2 separate regions of the Sus scrofa genome follow, and region 2 is linked to region 1. A link is a contact called in public HiChIP or PLAC-seq data. All regions are on one chromosome and are shown on one strand. The core of a region is the stretch at or near the end of the contact, and the rest is flanking DNA. Distances in the headings are between cores, read along the strand shown. Region 1 overlaps NAV3 (neuron navigator 3). Region 2 overlaps NAV3 (neuron navigator 3).

Region 1 (2,582 bases), core at 61-2,560:
GATTCCTATTTGAATAAGAATGGGAAACATTTCAACTTTTAAATAGGGCTTAAAGGTCCCTCAGCAAGCTGGTCAGTGTTTATCTCTCCAGCCCGGTTCTACCTGTCTTATCTTTGGTCATCATCTTCCTTATGCTGGTTCCATAAAAGGCGCTTTCTCTTTTCTGTCTCAAGTTCTGCTAGAACGCTCTTCTCTCAACATTTGCTATATGGCTTGATAATTAGTCTCTGGGCCTCCCCCTATGCGCTGCCATCTGGTAGAGGCCTTTCTTGACTATGCAACTGGGGTAGGTTCCCTGGTAACCTCATTCTCTATGGTACCTTTTCTTGTCCATTTTGGAACTTGTGACGATTTTATATGCACATTCGGCTACACCAACGACCACAAACATTCTTTATTTCTTCTCTCCCTTTAGATTAAAAGTTTAATGGAGACTGCCTGGTTTGTTTACCACTATATACCCAGGGATTTGTACAGAGTATTGCATGTGGTAGGTAATCAATAGGAACTCGTTGAATAAAATTATTATTATTATTCCCTTAGTGCAATACTGAGTTTTAACACTACAGGAACACAACCTGAATATCCTATATATACTCAACTCTCGATAACTTTTTTTGTTACTTTTAAACTTTATACAATTTTTTAAATCTTTCTTGCCCAATTTGAATATTAACTGTTGTCATTTTGTTTATTTTAGGCACTCTTCCCACATTTCTGAGCAAAGGAATTCTTCTTTTTCAACTCCAGTAAAGATAGTAAAAAAAACTACCTGTTGCCTGAGATAAAAGGAACCTTTCCAGGAAGTTTTACTTCAGTGGCTTGTACTGTGGTAAAGAAAGGATTAAGCCTTTTTAAATCCCTTCTGGACCTATTTACGACATGAAGATTTAGAACATAAGCTGCTTTATTATAGCTCTAAGATAAGCTTTAAATATTCAGTAATTTTCCATGCTGCATATAAATTAACTCCCCCACATGGAAAGTTGCTAAATTCTTAACAGAAGTAGCCCCAAGAGAACCAGTTTGTCCTTCAATTTAAGTATATCTCACTTTTGTAAATCACTTTCTTAAAAATTTAAATTTCAAGTTTTTAAAATTTATATTATTCTTTTCTATAAAATTTGAATAAGCCCCTTTGATGTGCACGGCAACATTATGGCCAGGATTAAGGACTAGGAAAACAAACCACTCTACCCTCAACCAGGAAAGGCAGACCATAGATAAATTAAGGCACCAAAGTATAATGCAAATTTTGATAGAGGAAGTACAGTTATTTCCAGGAATATATCACCAAGGGACTTCGTAGAGCTGATGAGTCAAGGAGGCATGGTTAGGCTAACTGTTGCAAGATTTCAAAAAGCTTTTATGCTCAACAAACAGGGTAGAAATTTCCAAGTAGAATAAAGAGAATATATAAAGAACTTTTGAAGAGCCGGAGGAGGTTCAGGGCAACTGAAATATGAAATACACCACATTTATGGCCAAAAGGACAGAAGGTCTGGAACAGTGCCTAACACATAAATAGTAATCAATAAATAGCTGTGGAATGAACAGAGCAAAGAGAAATTATGACATGTTAGGGAGTGTGCATTTCACCTAAAGGCCATGGGATACCTGTTAGGCAGACAGGTTGCTAGACAATTGCTCTGGTCTCAGTATGAAGAGTATCACGAAGACGTGAGAGATAAAGAGGAGGAAGGCTCGTCAGGAGGTTGTGGTCATAGGTCAGGGGAAAGATGAGGGAGAGTTGACAGCAGGATCAGAGAAAAGGTAGCCAGAGATTTTTACGGGGTAGAATCTACAGAACTTGGCGATTTACTGACTGGGGAGATTTCTGGTTGCGTGGAAGGATGGTGATGCCGTTTACTGAGGCAAGGAGCACGGAAGGCAAAGCAGGTCTAAGAAGGAAGAAGACACGTCAAATTTGGAGACGTTAACAAAGAGACATCCAAAGATAATCTAATGGAATTCTCTTTTTGGCAGCGGGATGGACCGACCTGTAACTCACAAGATAAACCTGGCCTGGAGAGATATATTTGACAGTTATCAACACATGAATAGTAATTATAGCTAGAGTACTAGATGAGCTTGTACAGAATTTTAGCTGCGATGAAGAGAATCATAATGTATAAAACCACAACAGAAGAAAGTTCAGGCCTTGGTTCTAAGAAACACCAGTGTTTTACAAATGTATACAAATGAGTGACCCCACAAGAGAAACCTTGAAAGAGATTTCAAAGGAGCACAAGAAAAACTAAGAATGCTAGATGTCCTGAGCATTAAAGGAAGTGAATGTTTGAAGTATAATGGAATGGGCCTCAGTAGCGAATGCTATTTCCATGACAAATAGAGTAAGACTTTTTTTTTTTTGTCTTTTTAGAGCCACTGCCATAACATATGGAGGTTCCCAGGCTAGGGGTCAAATTGGAACTGCAGCTGCTGGCCTACGCCACAGCCATAGCAACACGGGATCTGAGCTGCATCTGCGACCCATGCCACAGCTCATGGCAACGCTGGATCCTTAACCCACTGACTGAGGCCAGGGATCAAACCCACGTCCTCATGGATACTAGTCAGAT
Region 2 (2,582 bases), core at 59-2,558, 170 kb after region 1:
GCTGCTGGCCTACACCACGGCCACAGCAACACAGGGTCGGAGCCAGGTCTGCGACCTACCCGCAGTTCATTGCAATGCCAGATCCTTAACCCATGAGCAAGGTCAGGGATCGAACTTGCATCCTCATGGGTCCTGTTCAGGTTCGTTCACCACTGAGCCGTGACGGGAACTCCACCTTTGTTCATCCCTAAGTCCCACAGGTGCCGTGCACTTCCGTGCTCGGCAGTCTCCGCACCACCGCCTTTGGTTCCCAGCTCTCACTTCTGAAGCTCCTCCCTTCCTCCGCTAAGACCCACACCAGGCATCTCAGGACACCGTCTGAATTTTTACCTCGGCTTCTGTCTTCTGGTTCACAATTACCTTGGTTGCTTAATTCTGCCTCAAACCTCCCCCGTCTCTGTTCACTCTTCTTATTTCCTAAATTCAACAACCTCAAGCCCTACGGGTCTTAATCTTATGAAGAATCATTAGAAATTGCCCCGACAGGACATCCAACAACCACCATTCCCAAAACAATATATATGCAGAGGACGAGCCTTCCGGAACCTACAATTCTCAGCACGATGCACAGTCCCAGAGCATCTCAAACACGGAATCTAACAGGCATTTTGTTTGGTGCCATAGTCAGTAGATGAAAATGCAGGGTTTTTTTTCTTTTCTTTTTTTTTTTTTTTTTGTCTTTTGTCTTTTCAGGCCACATCCGTGGCATATGGAGGTTCCCAGGCTAGGGGTCTAATGGGAGCTGTAGCTGCCGGCCTATGCCACAGCCACAGCAACGCAGGATCCTTAACCCACTGAGTGATGCCAGGGATCGAACCTGCGTCCTCATGGTTGCTAGCCCGGTTCGTTAACCACTGAGCCACGACGGGAACTCCTGAAAATGCAGTTTTGATACCTTATGTTATATATACTATATATGCTTTAATATTAACCAGGTTTGTGCTAGATTTATACTCTAGATTTCACAACTAATTTGAAAGACGAGGAGGAACTGTCTCAGAAAATGAGGAAGTTCTCAACAACAACAAAGAAACAATTCGCCTTTAAGAAGGGAGCAAACAGGCCCCCACAGCTCTGAATGTATTGCAAAATAAACAAAGGAACATTTCTTGTTTGTTCACTTTACCCATAAGTATTTGTGGCCTCGAGTTTTGTTTTGAGCCCCCTTTCTGCCCTAGTTTATAACCTCTTCTTGAGTCACTGCCTCCATTTCTCCTGCTTCAGTCAGTAAAGCACGGCTAAGCCAGTGTTCCCACGTCCTCATGTCTGGCCCCGACCACTCTCCTGGGCTCCAGAGCCTCATACTGGACACCGCGCTCTGGAAGTCCCAGTGGAACAGCAAACTCGGGAAGGCCAGGGCTGAGCGTCCTCCTCTGCCCCTCCTCCCTCTTCTCACCACAGCGGCACGATGGTCCCCTACTGAAATGCATCACCACTCAGAAGCCCACAAAACTAGAGAGGTGGTGACTTCTCCGGCCCTAACCTCCAGCAGTCCCCAAGTCCGTCTTCCTCAGGCCCATCCTCCTGCCTATTAACCTGAAACTGTTCCCTCTCCCGCCTGTGGAGCTGCTGTGCCCCTCCCTCTCCTCTCCCCAGAGCACAGCTTTTCTCCACCTTGTCACCAAGGCCATGTTCCTAAGTTATAAACAGCAAATAGCACCGTTCTTCCTCTGCTAATAAAGTTCCCCAAACAACGTCCTTCACCTTCAGGAAAGAACTCCCAGATCTTAAATGGTGCCTCCGGAGCCCCATAAATTGGATTCTGCCTACTTCTCCTGCCTGTCTTTTACCATATCCTGTGCCAGTCAAAACTCAGAGCTATAATGAGTTCTGTGGGGCTCCTCTCATTAGGAGGTGAGACCTTTGGCCCGCTCACCCTCCCTTTGAAGCTGGGTGGGCTTGGTCACTCTTTCAACCAATGGGTCATCACATCAGAAGCGCAATACCCCCGAGACTACGATGCCAGGGAGGACATATGTGGTCCCTGTGCCAGCTAAGCTGCCAGACGGGTGGGTGAAGAGGTCATCTTGGAAGTGGATTCTACCACCACAGATGTCTTGCCGGCCAGAGATCTGGGACACTCCACCACGGCCGCTTCCCCGTGGAGTTCCTGGACACAGCGGTATAGAGATAGGCCATTCCTGCTGTGCCAGTGTGGCTCCTGAGCTCACAAAACCCACGAGGATAAGAAAAGTAGGATGGTTTAGTGCCATGTCTTTTAAACATCAATGGATACCGAGAACACATGCCTATTTTAATTTCTCCTTGGCCAAAAACGTGGCAGCTTCCTGAAGGTGAAATGGCATTTTCTTCATCAGTGCCTTTCCACAGGCTTTAGCTACCACACCTTCCCGAACCACGTGTTTAAACGCCTGGGTCCTCAATTAGACGGTGGGTGGTTTGAAAGATTAAAGCATCACTAGATCTCAGTTGCACATCTGGCAAAATTCTTGGCACACAGTGGGGGCTGAATCTCTATTTGTTTAAAGGTCACATTTGAACTTCTCAGTCAGCAATGAGAATGAACTTCACGCTCTTGGGTAATACATGCAAGATCATTAGAGCAATATTGTTTTTCACTA

The links. HiChIP or PLAC-seq counts read pairs in DNA pulled down with a chosen protein or histone mark.
Region 2: a contact with region 1 is called in an H3K27ac HiChIP or PLAC-seq map of alveolar macrophages. The contact joins two enhancer-like sites. A contact is called at or near these places in 1 of 47 Hi-C or Micro-C datasets (embryonic fibroblasts) and 1 of 2 datasets of contacts at active chromatin or transcription factors (alveolar macrophages).

Annotation. Positions count from the first base shown.
Region 1 is chr5:103,056,216-103,058,797 of Sscrofa11.1, forward strand. The region is part of intron 24 of NAV3 (neuron navigator 3); the gene reads right to left. Among named protein-coding and RNA genes, the nearest start is that of SYT1, 660 kb to the left of the region's middle. Within about 2 kb of position 1,311, at least 2 of the 83 cell types and tissues checked have an H3K27ac peak or open chromatin away from gene starts, as enhancers often do. A contact at or near this core is called in alveolar macrophages, where this site is marked.
Region 2 is chr5:103,226,608-103,229,189 of Sscrofa11.1, forward strand. The region is part of intron 5 of NAV3 (neuron navigator 3); the gene reads right to left. Among named protein-coding and RNA genes, the nearest start is that of NAV3, 640 kb to the right of the region's middle. Within about 2 kb of position 1,309, at least 9 of the 83 cell types and tissues checked have an H3K27ac peak or open chromatin away from gene starts, as enhancers often do. A contact at or near this core is called in alveolar macrophages, where this site is marked.